Linked DNA regions of Mus musculus: all the other regions are linked to region 4. The links are chromatin contacts, called in public promoter capture Hi-C maps. All regions are on one chromosome and are shown on one strand. Each heading gives the region's core, a stretch centred on a gene start, on an enhancer-like site or on the middle of the called end of the contact. The rest is flanking DNA. Distances are from core to core; before and after follow the strand shown. Region 1 holds the start of Ipmk (inositol polyphosphate multikinase). Region 2 holds the start of Cdc34 (cell division cycle 34). Region 3 holds the start of Tfam (transcription factor A, mitochondrial). Region 4 holds the start of Snrpd3 (small nuclear ribonucleoprotein D3).

What was found. Promoter capture Hi-C pulls out the DNA fragments that hold promoters and counts their contacts.
Region 1: a contact with region 4 is called in a promoter capture Hi-C map of embryonic stem cells. The contact joins the promoter of Ipmk here to the promoter of Snrpd3 in region 4. A contact is called at or near these places in 3 of 39 promoter capture datasets (cranial neural crest, embryonic stem cells and pre-B cells) and 1 of 484 Hi-C or Micro-C datasets (the G1E-ER4 cell line).
Region 2: a contact with region 4 is called in a promoter capture Hi-C map of liver, with 5 times the contacts expected there. The contact joins the promoter of Cdc34 here to the promoter of Snrpd3 in region 4. A contact is called at or near these places in 2 of 39 promoter capture datasets (liver and pre-B cells).
Region 3: a promoter capture Hi-C map of cranial neural crest shows a contact between it and region 4. The contact joins the promoter of Tfam here to the promoter of Snrpd3 in region 4. A contact is called at or near these places in 2 of 39 promoter capture datasets (cranial neural crest and embryonic stem cells).

The regions. Positions count from the first base shown.
Region 1 is chr10:71,346,428-71,350,305 of GRCm38.p6, reverse strand. It overlaps Ipmk (inositol polyphosphate multikinase), which reads right to left and starts at 2,543. Exons shown (of 6, transcript NM_027184.2): 1 at 2,216-2,543. The coding sequence starts at 2,354.
Region 2 is chr10:79,680,069-79,684,041 of GRCm38.p6, reverse strand. Cdc34 (cell division cycle 34) reads right to left here and starts at 1,847. Exons shown (of 5, transcript NM_177613.2): 1 at 1,452-1,847. The coding sequence starts at 1,628.
Region 3 is chr10:71,236,619-71,240,013 of GRCm38.p6, reverse strand. Tfam (transcription factor A, mitochondrial) reads left to right here and starts at 1,970. Exons shown (of 7, transcript NM_009360.4): 1 at 1,970-2,174; 2 at 2,983-3,098. The coding sequence starts at 2,074.
Region 4 is chr10:75,515,606-75,519,330 of GRCm38.p6, reverse strand. It overlaps Snrpd3 (small nuclear ribonucleoprotein D3), which reads right to left and starts at 1,289. Exons shown (of 4, transcript NM_026095.4): 1 at 1,206-1,289; 2 at 1-17. It overlaps Gucd1 (guanylyl cyclase domain containing 1), which reads left to right and starts at 1,950. Exons shown (of 6, transcript NM_175133.2): 1 at 1,950-2,177. The coding sequence starts at 2,135.

The DNA of each region.
Region 1 (3,878 bases), core at 1,294-3,793, 4.2 Mb after region 4:
TGTGACCGCTTTGGGGGCAGAAAGACCCTTTCCCAGGAGTCACCTAGGAAAACGTGGATATTTACATAACGAGTCATAACGGCAGCAAAATCACAATCAGTCATGAAGTACTGATGAAAGCAGTGTTATGGTGGGGGGGTTACAACAACAGGTGGAACTGTATGAAGGGTCGCAGCATTGGGAAGGCTGAGAACCACTGCTCAAAGCAATGTGACCCATCTGTGACAGTGGAAGGGAATAATAAAAATGGCTGAACTTTGAACGGCTGACTACCTTGCTATCTATTTATGAGCAGGGAAGAGGACTGGTGCCGTCTCCAGTGTAAACATCTGAGAATCCAAGGGGAACAAACATCAGGCTGCGGGCACCACAAGAACCTGTTCTCTCAGTCAAAAGAATCTAGTGAAATTGAAAACAAACAAACAAGAAAACCCTTAAGAGCAAAACTAGGGACTACTTTCTCTGAAATCTCAATCGTTTTTTTCAACGAAGCAGTTCGGGTGAGAAATTAGCTCTTTCCAGGCTGTTTGTTTGGGACATGGTTTAAAGTCACAATCAGGGCACTCTGGAATTATTCACCAGTTGGCTCTAAACAGGGCGCTAGCATTGTAAGCTAGTCCCAGGTGCCAATCACAGATGATCTTGATTTGGGTCTGTTTTTTACATAGTCTCCAGGACCTCCAGGGAATTAATCACTTTCTTAGGCCTTTAGGAATCCCATTGTTTCGGGTCAAGCAGACTCCAGATATGATGCACAGAAGGAAATATCTTAGCCAAGAACCTCAAGTGTGCAGTTTCCTAACTCTGATGTAGTCTTTCAACATTTCCTGATGGCAGCTGAGCTCCAGGCTGTGTGCTTCCCACAAGCACAGTAAAGGGTGGGTGTTGGTTTGGTTCTGGGACAGTGTGTCAGTGTGATGCTTAACCAGGCTTGTCTTAAAATGCAGGTTCATGCCTATACCCTCAGCTTTATATCCAAAGTTCAAGGCCTGCCTAGGCTATAGTGAGTTCCAAGTGGTACTTAGGGAGCCCTGTCTTTAAAGAAAAAGAGGAAGTCCTCGGGAATGTAGGTCAGTGGTAATGCTCTTACCTAAAGTCTTAGACTCAATCCTCTATACCACTGAAGAGAGAAAAGAAAGAAATTTATTGCCTTACCAGCCTAAACCTGAAACGCTTTATCAGCAAAACACATACCCACATACCGTCTCTAACGGTTGTTCCGGGTCAGATATCCACAAGAGTCCCAAGTTCACCCTACACTTCATATGACTACCGTGCCCAAACGCTGTGAGTATCGGACTGAATTACAGTCTCTGCCCTGGAGTGGACCCTGCGCTGTTTCTACAAATCTTGAATTCACAAAGCACATAACAAATGCCAGGGAACAGTCTATAAAGATGAATAAGGAAAGAATGCATATTTTATATGTGTACTGTTCTCGGGAACAGCCAGTGTGAAGCCTACCCAGGAGGCAAGGATCTGCACCGCCGAACCACGCCTCCCAGCGCAATCAAAGACACTGGAGAATCCTTCTCAAGGGACAGGGAGTGATCCTGGATGAGCCAAGGCAAGTTTAAAAACATATAGCAGTTTGCTTTTGATTCCCCTCCTGCGACGGGTTAGCATCAAGCATCTGGGTCCCTCTAACAATTACTATTCCTGGTAATAAACAGAGCTTGAGCTCCAGAGAGAATTTACTTCCCGGTCCAGAAAAGAAAACCAAGTTCCTTATTTTTACTAACGCCTTCTCCAATCATCACTCGCCTTCCCTGGAGCGAAGGGGCACGCCTCTCCGCGCCACTAGGAGCCTGTGGCTGCTCCTGGGGGCGCCCGGCTTCCTACCCCCGGGGACAGGGGACACTCGGGACAACGGGAGCCGGTGACTCTAGGCTGCGGGACGCCTGGGGCCGGGGACTGCCGTGTGGGGACCAGAAGAGTCGTAGACAGCTGTGACCGGGATGGGAGGCCAGGGAACGCCAGGGTGGGGACAGAAGAGCTGGGGACAGCTAAGACAGTGACCCGGAGGCCTGAGAATGCCGGGGTGGGGAGAGTGGGGACCAGTGACTGTAGGGGTGGCGACGGCTAAACCCACAACACCACCGAGGCTGGGGACAGCGGAGGCCGGGGACTGCCAGAGCAAGGCACGGCGGAGGCCGGGGACTGCCGGGACAGAGCACAGAGAGGACTGGGGTAGGGGACCCGAGGCCGCACTCACCCACTTTGTCCTTGCCGTACATGTGGCCAGCCACCTGATGCGACAGCGGCACGCAGCCTCCGAGCAGGCGCGGCACCGGCGGGCTGTCTCCGGTGCTTCCCGGCGGCCGCAGGCGCAGCGCTGGGGGCTCGGCGGCCATCGGGGCGGCGACACTCGGCGTCAGGCGTCAGGGAGGACCGGGGCGGCATCGCCCGCGCAGGCCCAGCGCGCGGACCCATGCCGAGACCGCGCTGCCCGCTCCGCGGCCCGCACTCTGAACCCCGGCCGCCCGCGCCCGGGATAAGGGCGCCGCGGCCCCGCCTCTGCCCGCCCCCTGTGCGCTCCGGCCGGGCGAGCTCCACTCTGAGCATGCGCAACAGCTACTCGCCAGGATCCCGCCCAGCGGTGCCGAGCATGCCCAGAGGCTACCCTACTGGATCGGGGCCAGCTCCACACTGATCATGCGCAGAAGCTACCGGACCAGACCTGCTCACCCCTTCCACGGAACACGTCCAGAAGGTAGACCAGCGCCAAACTGAGCGGGTCTAGAGTCCCAGCCCGCTGCCGACCTGCACTGAGCATGCTCAGAGGCCGCAGGATGGGACTTGTCTCAAATGCCCCTGCTTGCATCATTACCAGCAAGCACTTCAGGGAGCGAACTGGCGTCCGGAGTCCCTATGTGAAAAACTCATTAGACCTAGGAGACCCGCAGCAGAGCAACCCAGAGAGGTGACTGGTTAGGGGCAGACCTCCCACAACGCCCTGCCCTTTCAGATCAAAGAGACAGAAGCATCCTGACTGAAGATGTCTCTTCTCACACCTTCCAGTTGGCACCCTGCCCGACCACTACCTCAGAGTACTCATGACAAGTTTATGTGTTAGACATTGACAGTCATCTTAATTCATTTTTTTTTTTCTTAAGCTTGTTAATTGTGCTCAGGGAAGCCAAACGAGTGGGGTTTCTTGGAACTGGAGTAACGGGCATTATGGGCACACCGATGAGGACGCAGGGAATCAAACTTAGGTCCTATGCAAAAGATATATTGCTTTTAATCTCCTTTAAAAAAATTTTTTAATAATGCTTTTTTTAAAGATTTATTTATTTATTTATTGTCTGTGAGTACTCAGTACACTGCCACTGTCTTCAGACACCAGAAGAGGGCATCGGATCCCTTTACAGATAGCTGTGAGCATTATGTGGTTGCTGGGAATTAAACTCATGACCTCCGGAAGAGCAGGCAGTGTGCTCCTAACTGCTGAGCCATCTCTTCAGCCCCAAGGCTGAATCTCTTAAGTGCCAAACTCTGGTGGAAACAGAGTAACACAGTTCCTGCTGCTGGTACAGGGCCCTGGTGTGAGCCTCCAGATGTTGCTGAGCCCTTCGTGGAAAGTGTCCAGTGTCTTCTGTGGGCATAAGGCTTGTTTGTGTAATAAATAATGTACATGTTTTCACATCCCTTCAGGGAATGTCCTCTCTCTTAAGGATAATGACTCCATGATAATCTAAGACAGCATGAGTATTACAGGAGGCAAAGGTGTGGCTAATGTTTCAGCAAAATGGTAAACCCAGGACCTTCAGGATGCAATATGAATTATGAGGGGCTTCAGGACTCTAAAGGAGCAAAGACAACTGCACTAATGAGCCAGCTTGTCAGAAAGATACAAAGACAGGCAGATTCCTGAG
Region 2 (3,973 bases), core at 598-3,097, 4.2 Mb before region 4:
CCCACACCATACAGGAGGCTCCCACGCTGACAGACTTGATTGACATCTTGCCGAGCATCCTAAGCTATCTCAAGAATTATGTGAGTCTAGGAGACTCTACCCACAATCCCTTTACAGATGAGGAACAGGTCAGGTGACCCTGCTCTGAACAGAACTTGTCCTCCTGGCAGTTCCCACTGCCCCTCCCAGCAAATACAGGAGACAAGGTGCTAAGAGCATCCAGATATTTCTTAATTCAGACCACATCCAGGTGGGAGGCAAGGAAGAAGACACACAAACAAATATCTACCATGGCCCTACACTAGGGACCCTAGATTGGCTGGGATTTGTGCATCCACCCGGTCCTCATCTTGTCCCTTTTGGCCCTAGCATGAGATTCTGTGATTCTGCTAGTTATTCTAGCCCCCAGTAAGCAGGATGATCTAACTGTGCTGATGGGGGTACCTATAGCTGGCCACACATTTCCAGTGTTGGAGGCTTCCCAGTGTTCCCTGCTCCCAACCACAAGAACATCTGGTGCATTGAGCGTGAAGCCACCAGAGGGCAGACGACACTATCTAGAAGGAAAAATCAGGCCCCTAAGAAGCCACCTGTTCAGTGGAACCTGAGAAAGGCTGTCAGGGTGGGGCAAACACAGAGCTCTAGGGTCCAGGGCCCAAAGAAGGAACCCAGGGTGTGGCTCCAAGATTCAGGGTGGACCCCCCACTGCCCCCTTGGAATGCATTACATAAAGCCTGGCTAGGGCTAAAGGTGGCTGTTGTCCAAGCAGGCAAGGCTGCCAAGGCCCTATCAGGGCCTCTACTGGAACTGGAGCAGGTGGCTGTCCAGGCTACACGTCCCTTCTCTGGGGACACATCGGCCAGCGGCTGCCCTGGTTCTGTGTTCCAGCGTAGGGGGCAGGGCCTTGGGATACCAGCTAGCAGCTGCCCGTGGTCCTTTATGTCTTGGGACAACCTAAGAACCTTTCCAGGTTTTACCACATGCTGGTAGGGTGAGGAACAACCTGGGAAAATGCTTGCCAGCAGGGGGCTCCAGAGGCTTCTGTGTCTTGGGGTAGGGGGAACTAACCGGAGGGGGGGGGTTGAGAGGGGGACGGGACAAGAAGGAAAACAACTGTCCCCGGAGAGACCCTTTACCAGAAGCATTATGGAAGGGTGGGGACAACAGGGAAAGATCCTTTCCCAGGTACAAGTTTAGTCCAGTGTAGGACAACCTGGGAACACGCTGACCAGCAGCAGGCTCTAGAGGCCCCTGCGTCTCGTGGTGGGGAGTTGCCTGGGCATGCGGCATACATTAGCAGTCCCTGATCCTGTAGCCTGTTGGAGGACAGCTTAGGGAGACCAGTCCCCGGGGTAAGGTCAGCACGTGCCCAACAAAAAAGGGAGGAGCCGCTTTGCACGAGGAGCCTGGGAGAGAGGCAGGCACAAAGAGGAAACTGAGGCTCTGCTCACCTTGAAGTAGCCGCCCTCATAGTAGGTGTTGGGGGGCCCGAAGATGGCCACCTCCCAGTTGTACAGGTCACCCTCGTCCACCAGCGTCACCCGGAAGCCCTCCACCGGCTCCTCCTGCAGCCCCTTCAGTTCCAGCAGCAGCGCCTTCTGCGAGCTTGGCACCAGCGGCCGGGCCATGGCGGTGGCGGCGGCGGCGACGGAGGGGCCCGGGGCCGGGCCGGGCCGCGGGACCGGCGCGAGCTCGCGAGACGGACCGGGTCGCGCGCCGGCAGGGGGAGAGCCGCCGCCTTCCTCCTCTGCACCGCCGCCGCCGCCGCCACCCGGGGACCCCGAAGGCTCCACTCGCTCTGGCGCCGCTGCCCGCCCGGCGCTCGCTTCGGCCCGGCCCGGCCCGCGCCTAACGCGCCTGCGCGCCGCAGCCGCCGGGCCTCGAATGCGCCTGCGCACCGGCTCCCGACCCCGAATGCGCCTGCGTGCCTCCTTCGGGCCCCGAAAGCGCTTGCGTGCCACACCCGGGCCTAGAGTGCGGCTGCGCGCCGCTGCTGCCGGGCCGGAAATGCACCTGCGCGCCACTGCCGGGTCTAGAATGCGCCTGTGCGACGCCTCCACCGGGTCCGGAATGTGTCTGCGCGCCCGCCCGCGGGGCACACCGGGAAGTGTAGTCGTCGTCCCCCGCCCTGCCGCGCAGGCGCCTTGCGTTTCCGAAGCTCCGGAGGCCGCCGTCGCCTCCGGCCGGAAGAGCTCCGCGGATGCCTGTGTGCGGGGTGGCCGGCAGGGCCGGGCTGCGCGCTGCGGAGTGGCAGCTGCGGCTTTGGGGGCCTTTTTTTGTGACGTTCAGGGGGCGTGGTTGTGGGTGGGGAATTGGGCGTGGCTTGTGCGGGAGCGGAGCAGGATCCGCCCCTGTTTCCCAGCATGAAGCGTTAGATGGCCCCATTTGGTCTCTATGGGCTCAGGTAGAAGCGCAGGGAATCAACGACTTGGGGTTTGCAGACGTGGCTTCCAGGAGGTGGAGTCTGAACCCCTTCAGACTGACCTTTGACCACACCCTAGTCTTGCTTAAATCGACCAGAAAGCAGTGGTGAGGCATAACCCAAAAGTTTACAGGATCCGGAACAGACACGCAAAGACCTTGAGGTTGTTCAGCACAGACACCCATAACTCCTTTCTTGGACATTTGGTCATTAGTATTGGTGGTGGCAGCATATTTAAGCTTTGCAGCAGGGTGTGTGTGTGGTGTACCCGTGACCTTTAGGGGTGGGTGGTTCTGTCCCTAGGCTGTACTGGCCACTCACCCTGACTGTGGGCGTTCTGGAGGACTACAGCTGCATCAACACTTGGGGCTGGGAAAGGGCAGCTCCCACCACAGGTGCTCCGACATCCTGTCATGTCGGGGATAGCAGGTAGACCTGTTTGGGGACAGGGAAACGGTGTCAAAGGTGGGGCTGGTTGATATGACCAGGGAAGAGCCCAGGGTCCAATGCCACTTCATGTGTGGCACTACCTTGGCTGTCCTCCCCCTGGGAGCCCTAGACTCTTGGGCTAGAAGTCTTTCTGGTCACGCTCTTTTCCAAGGACTTCCAGAAGTATCTGCCCCTGTTGTGCATGTCACACTGCCCATCTTACACTGTCACCTAGTTGTCAGCACATAGCAAGTAGCTCAGGTTTTCCTGTGTGTCTGAGATGACCACTCCCACAGCCTGCACTTAGGAAGCCCTTGATGTATAAACGGACAGGGTGCCCCTCCCTTCAGGTGGAACATACTTCTCCCTACTCCCAGGCGAGCCTGCACCTGGGCTTCAAAGATATCGTGAATGCTGGGTATTGAGCATCTGGGAAGGGTGTTGGCCTGGCTTCTGGTGACTGGGGTCATCTACCTTGACATGTTAGGACATGGATGTCATGATCCAAGTCCCCAGTCACAGACCTTGGTCATCTGATGAGGATAATCCAGGTCTCCTCACAGCAAGGGGACATCCAGTCAGAACATTCTGGCTGCTCCCACCCCAAGCTGCAGGGAATGGTTCATGATAAGCCTTAGTCGTGGGCACATCCTAGGAACAGGGCTAGGAGGTCTGGGCAGGGATTGTGGGACCATTTCTTCCCATAAGACTCTGAAAACTATGACATTCTGGAAAACTGAGACCTTCCAGGAGATAGAAGATGCTGAGAAATGTGCTTCCAGTTGAGACAGGTTTTATCATGTACACTTGGATGCTCTGGAACTTGCTGTATAGTCCAGGGTGTATAGTTAAATTCATAGTCCTGTCTGCCTCTGCTCATATGTGCTGAGATTAAAGGCATATGCCACCATAACTGGGCTTGTTTACTTCTGAGAGGGTCTCTTAAGGCTGGCCTTGAACTCAGTTTGAAATCTAGATAAGTGTAGAATGTGTGTGTGATCTTTCTGCCCCAGGCCCCATTTCTTTTTCTTTTTTTTTTTTTTTTTTGGTTTTTGGATACAGGGTTTCTCTGTGTAGCCCTGGCTGTCCTGGAACTCACCTTTGTAGACCAGGCTGGCCTCA
Region 3 (3,395 bases), core at 721-3,220, 4.3 Mb after region 4:
ATTTTAGAAATCTCTCGACAGGGGGTTAAGGAGAAATTATGTCTTATGCAGACTTCCATTTTAGGAAGACGCTATAATTTCTAATTGCTCGGTGCCTGGACTTACAGGAAAATGTGTTTTTACATCTGTTTGGATACACTCCAAGGGCAAACCAAACACAAAGGATCTTGTTGCTGTTGTGACAGGAGGTTTGAAAGGACGAGCTGGAAGTCCCCTTTACCCTCAAGAGAGAATGAAATGAAACCGGAAGTGATGGTAAACTGGGCTTAGAAGGAGTGGGTTTAGAGGAGTGGGTGTGGTCCTCTGTCTCTTGAAGGAGACAATGTTTTAAAGCTGCAGAAAGGAAGTAGACTCTCAGCTCAGTGTTACACTAGTAAGATTTTGCTTTCTTTTCAGAAAAAAAAAAAAGTACAGGTAGGCAGCAGAAGAGGCTGTTGTTGTTAGGTATATTCTCACCATGCTAACTCTGGCCGACCTGGAACTTGTATATAGAGCAAACTCTCAATCACAGATCTCTACCCACTTCTTACCTCCAGAGTGATTGGAGTGAAAGCATTCACCTCTGAGCCTGATGGATGACATAGTTATTTTTAAATGTTATTTATTTATTTTACCTTTGAAACAAAGTCTCTAGCCTGACTGACCTGGAATTTACTTTGTAGGCAAGGATAACCCTGCACTTGTGGTCCTGCCTCAGCTTCCCAAGTTCTGGAACTAGAGGCTTAAGACACCATGCCTGCTCTATGTGAGGATCCTGGCTTATGGGGGGGATCTAAGCCAACGGCTTTCTGTGCATCCTGGCAGGCATCCCTACCAGTTAAGCCACATTCCCAGACCTTAAGCAACATATTTTAACAGATTGAAGCCCTTGACCATTTTTAGATCTTCCTAATCTTTTCCATGCCATTGAATTAAAAAAAAAAAAAAAACCAACCAAACAAACAAAAATTGAGTTTTTTGTAGGACACAAACTGTACACTACCTCAAGTCCATCCTGGTCCCACAATTTCAGTGGTTTGGCTGGCTAAGCTCATCTAGTCCACGTGATCTGCAAAGTGGGAAACAATATTCAGGGCTCTGGCATGCCCTGCTCAGGTATTAATATAAGAATATTTTTGCTATCGCTTCTCAGCCTTTTGGAGAAGATCAAGTGAAGAATATTCTTGCTTTGTTGCTATTATGAGGGCTAGTTGTTTGGGTTTTTGTTTTGAGGCAGGGTCTCATGTAGTTTTGAACTTGCTATGTAGCAGGGGATGAATTTGAATGCCTGCCTCCGCCTCCCAAGGGCTGGGATTACAGGCCTGCACCATCAAGCTGGGTTCAGTTTATTAATTTTTTTTTCGTGACACATTTCCTTTTGTGTACATGTTTGTGTGTGTGTGTATGTCAAAGTCAGAGGGCAACTTGTTTGAGTTGGTTCTCTCTTTTAATCATGTAGGTCTTGGGGATAGAACTCAGCTTGCCAGGCTCTGGGCCATCTTGGGAACCCTCATTCCTTTCTATTAATTGTTAAAGAGAAGATAAATAAGGCGATCCATTTCAAGACCACTCCTCCCTCTCTTCCACCCCTCCAGTAGCCTTGTGGGCTTTCCTGCGGACTCATGAAACATGCAGTTTGCTGTTGGGGCATCAGCAGTACCACGGATCTCTAACTTCAGTAGCCAGGCACTGTGACACAAGCCGCAGCACCAGCGTCACGAAGCTCAGTAGGCAGCCCAGGCCCATGGTCCAGCAACAGCACGCAGGCAGCCCAGGAGAACACATGGCAGGGGCCTGGGGGTAAGCCGCCGCTCAGCAACACCCACCTTAGACCAGGCCCACCCTCCCTAGCCTCAGGCTCCGCCCCCTCCTCGGCCCGGCCCCGCCCACTGAGCGGTGGGGGACGCACAGCACCTCCTGTCCTCCCCGCCTCCTGCCGCGGACCGGAAGTCCGGGCTTCCCACAGTACCCCGCGCGCGGCGGGCATGATAACAAGCCCCCGGAGTTCCCACGCTGGTAGTGTGGCAGTCCATAGGCACCGTATTGCGTGAGACGAACCGGACGGCGCCGGGCCATCATTCGTCGGCCCGAGCGATGGCGCTGTTCCGGGGAATGTGGAGCGTGCTAAAAGCACTGGGGCGCACGGGGGTCGAGATGTGCGCGGGCTGCGGGGGTCGCATCCCCTCGTCTATCAGGTAGGCCGCGGGCGAGGGACGCCGTTCGTTCAGGCGTCCGTCTGCCCTCGTCCCACCCTCGTCCTCCGGGCCGCCTGGGGTCTCGCGCCTTTTGGTACCCGACCCCACTTCCTGTCACCTTCTACCTTTCGGCGCCTAGGGCGCTCTCCTTCTGCCTTGGAGGCGGGCCCTGAAGTTGTGGCGCGGAACGCTCGCCCGGACGCTGCCAGGAGGTCACCCAGGATGCCACGACTTGTTTTAGCCCTGCAGGCCCCTCTTTGGTTTGGCTAGGTCACCCATGATGCTAGGACTTGCTTCACCCCTCTTTGGTTTGGCTAGGTCACCCAAACCTGCCCTGTTTGCAAGCCTCAGCCCTGCAACCTCTTTTATTTTTTTGCTTAGGGTAGGTTGTTAAAGTAAGTCGGTTATGGAGCTTATACAGCTGAAGCCCCTTGCGTTTAATTGAATTCTTAGCACAGCAGAGGGAAGGGAAATGCACTCAAAGGTTATTACGATTATATATTTTTTTGGTTGATTGGTTGACTTTTTTTTTTTTTTTAATTTAAAAGATTGGGTCTCTCTGCATAGCCCTGGCTGTCCTAGAACTCCTTTTGTAGACTAGGCTGTCATTGACTTAACAGAGATCCACCTGCTCTGCCACTAGAATGTTGGGATTAAAGGCCTGTGCCACAACTGCTGGGCTAGTTATTAGCATTTTAGGTGGAGGTGTTGGATGTACAGCACCTTGGCTGACTTTGTACTTAGAATCTGAGATCTGTGTATGACTGTTACACGTATCTGACATTCCGTTCTTTTTACTTGTGTGTAGTCTTGTCTGTATTCCGAAGTGTTTTTCCAGCATGGGTAGCTATCCAAAGAAACCTATGAGTTCATACCTTCGATTTTCCACAGAACAGCTACCCAAATTTAAAGCTAAACACCCAGGTAAGGAGTTTGGGGCTTATGATCTTCTCTGATATGATTTTTTTTTTAATTGCAATCTTTGATTTGCATTACCAGAGCATCTAGTACAGTCATTTTCTTTGGTAGTCTGTATAAGTTTTTTTTTAACTAATAGAAGTTCTTTAAATATAAATGAGAAAAATAGTTTTAAAATAAGATGTAGAGGGCAGGAGAGATGGCTCAGTGGATAAGAGCACTGACTCTTCCAGAGGTCCTGAGTTCAGTTCCCAGCAACCACATGGTGGCTCACAACCATCTGTAATGGGATCCTATGCCCTC
Region 4 (3,725 bases), core at 40-2,539:
GCAGGACTCTTCCCGGGCTACAGGGAAAGAGAGACGATGGTCATCTTTCAGAGCTTAAGGACTGGCACGCCATGGGCTTTGTAAATGATGTCAAGAGCTGCGTTTCCTGTGGAAGGAGTGTGGCTCTTGGCCTCAAGGAACCACCACAGCAAATTAGCGCAACACGTAGGGTAGGGAAGGATGGTAAGCTGGACAATGAAAAGTAATGGGAACAAAGAGTACTACCCCCATTCTCATCCCAGCCATATGACCCTTTATAGTCACTAAAAGGGCTATGATATAGACCCGGAGTGTAAACAAATCACTGTTTACATGGAGTTAAATAAAATGCAAATAAAAGCAAACTCAGTCTTTCAGTCACACCAGAAATATCCCAAGTAGTCAGCCACCACATTTGGATAAAGGCTACAGAACCTAATAGTACATATAGACCTGAGCCCCAAGGAAGCTAGGAAAAAGAGCTTGCGCTTTTCAATCCAGCGTTTTGAATCCCCACCAAAAAGCAGACCAAAACTGTCAAGGCTACGGTGCTATAAATAGGAAATGTTCATCAAGCAGAGAAATAGGGTAAACGCTCGACTTTAAGTCTCACTACAAGACAAAGACTATGCACAGGGCTTTTAAAATGCTGAGATTGGAAACGACTCAAAACCGGAGCACACCATTTATTTGCATGAGAAGACTGTAAGGATGCTAAACACAGTCTCTCTCTCTCGGTGAGGAACCACGGCTTTCAACTTTAGGAGTGTGGGTTTCCATGCTGAAAATGGTAGGGAAACACTGCAGGATGATAGCCAAAGGTTCAAAAAAAAAAGAGTAGCATCTACAAAGTGGATCGAACATATAGCACGGCAACTTGATTAAACTTCTGCAGCAGCGTGGAAAAGAGGGCCACTGCAGGAATGGGAGTGGAGGCAGGGATGAAAGGGACGTTGTAAATGATGATCCAAAAGGAAAGGAGGTAATTAGCAAGAAATGACTGCCCGTAAGCTTCGGAAATCGGTGACCTGAGAAGGCACCGAACGTGCAGACTAGGCGTAAATTAATAACTGTTCAAGGGTTCGGGAGATGAGCTTTGGATAGGCCCTGGCTTCCCGCCCTCCGCTAAGCAAGCCCCGCTGAGCTCCTCCGCAGCGGCCCTTCCAGCTCCTAAACCCCCTGGGGAAGCCCTGGCCTCCTCTCTCCCGTTAGCCGCCTCTCCTCACCAATTAACTGCAGGCTTTATTTTTTTTCCGGTTCTGGCACAAACGTTAGAAGGCGAAGGCGAGAGAACGACCGGCCCGACTCTCACGAATACCACGCGCTCCCAGAATGCCTTGCGCAGGCCCCTCCCTTTCCTTTAAGCCTACTTGCCCTTCACTCTCACTTAGCCGGCTGGGGAAACCAGGGCTCTAGCACAATAGTTCCGGCACCGGAGAGGGCCCGGGGGACCGCCGGAAACACCAATCCTGGAGCCCAACAAGGGAACATGGTAACCCTGAGTACTGTAGTGGCGGATTGGGCGGGATCTGGGCTTGAGCCCAGTGCTCTGGGGAGACAGGAAGTGAGGCTTGGACTAGAGATTTAAGCTTTGGATCCGGCCACCGGCAGGTAAGGGACGCACTGAGCCCTGGGAACTCTCATTATTCCTTGTCTGGGTAAGAAGACCTAAAAGGAGTCGGGAAAGTGTTCCCTGGAGTCTCGATAAGGCACTGCGGAGAACCAGAGCTTCCATCTGAGGCTGCAGAAGAACAGACCTAGCGGAGGGAGAGCGTGGGGAGCCCACGTCGCTAGGGGAAGGGCTTTGGGGGCGGGGCTCGGGGAGGGGCGGGGCTCGGGGAGGGGGAGGGGCCCCCGGAGCGTTTCAGGGAAGGACCTACGGGTAGCGGGTTCTGGAAGGAGAAGTGGGGGTGGAAGGGAAGAGGCGTGGCTTATGGAAGGGGCGGGTTTCCAGCGCCCAGACCTGGAAGGGATTAGGCGTGGCTTGAGGCGGCCTAGCCACCGCCTACCCGGCTCTGAACCGCGGTGGCGGCGGCGGCGGCGGAGGCGGAGGAGGAGGAACTCTGCGCTCACTGGCCGCGCTCGCTGCCCAGCAGAAGTCGCCGCTGCAATCAGCTCCAGGCCGGGGCCATGGGCGCCCTGCGCCATCCGGGTCATGAGGACGGAGGCAGAGGCAGCGGGGCAGCCGCTCGAGCCCGGTCAGTGCCTCTCTTCAGGGCCTTGCCTTCAACCGGGGGAACGGAGGGGGACTCCGCCCTAGAGCCGGGCAGGGTCTGGCCGCGCGCGACCTTGGGTCGTCTGCGGCCTCAGCCCAGCCTGGAGCTTCTAGTGGGTCCTAGCTAGGTGGATATTCCTTCTCATCTCCTGTCCTCCACTTAGGGTCGTTCCTGAGTCTCCTGGGGCTTGAAGCCCAGGGAGTGCTGAGAGCCGTCAAGTGGAAAAGTCCAAGGGGCAAAAAGGCACAACCTTGTCCAGAATCGAATAGCCCTGCTTGAAGCACGTTGGGTGATCCTATTCCCCGGGGAACTGTGGAAAGCCTGAGGCCGAGAAAGAGGGGGAAAGAATGGCTTGAGAGCTCTCAGCAAAGGGGCGGGAAAGAGGGGGAAAAGAATGGCCTGGGAGCACCCAGCAAAGGGAACATCTTTTTCTCAGCGCTTTTTGTCTTGGTACTGTTTTGGTTACTCGCTTACTGGTTCCCTCTGCCCTGAGGAAACCCGAGCCCCTTTGCTTACTCACGAAGTGGGGACAGCGGGAAGTTATGGTGGAGCTTAACACACAAGAGTTGATATTAATAAACTGTAAACAGTTGAGGTGCCATCTCAGGGGAGGGGTCAAAGGTTATGGGACCCAAACCCTTTAGTGTCAGTTGGCATCACGTTCAGGGAGTGGTTCCTTCTGGTTGTAACCTGGAGGAGCTGAGCTTGGACCTGTACTGGGATTACATATTTACTTCTCCAGTTAGCCACCGCTGTGAACTTTGACTAGATCATTGCCCCTATCTTAGCCTCAGCAGATAATGGCTCACTTGTGTAGGGTGACTAAGAGGTAGATGCAGTGTTAAGGTGTTTATAGATAGCATAGAATTAATCTTCATAAATCCCAGTGAAGTAGGTGACCGCTGCTTTCAGTACCTTTTGAGGTGAGCAGACAGGCTGAGAGGGTTAAAGAACCAGGAAGAGCTGTCTGTCTGCTTTCTCTTGTGGCAACCAGACAGCTGAAGCTAGGTCAGGGCTTTCTCCAAAGCAGACCCTAGGTTTCAGGTAGAGGACTGTCTTGGCTTAAGGCATCAATATCCAAAGCAGTTTTGGGCTCTGAATGCCAAAGCTGTTATCAGGACAAACACCAAGGCTGCTTCTACCCTTATCACCTCGCCCCAGAAAGCATCTTCCCTGTGCTAAGCAAGATCAGGATAGTTAAGCAGGGATGTTTGCCTTGTGAGGCCTCAGGATGTAGGGCTTCTAAGGTTCAGTGAAAGAGGAGAGACACCGGAGTCTCTTAGGACCCTGAGGAGCAACTGTCCTATACCACAGTTTAGAGGGCATAGTTCAACTAATTAGAAGCAGAGCTCAGGCCACAGAGTAAGGAGGCAGCCTCCAACAGAGGGTTGTGATCTGGAGGCCTAGAACTGATGGGCACTTGTAGTGACAAGCAGATATTTCAAAGGGTAGACAGAGCTTTCAAAAACCAAAATCAACCCAAAACCTTTTCAGCAGTGTAAGTGGGGAGGCTAAGGAAGCCCTGGCCCT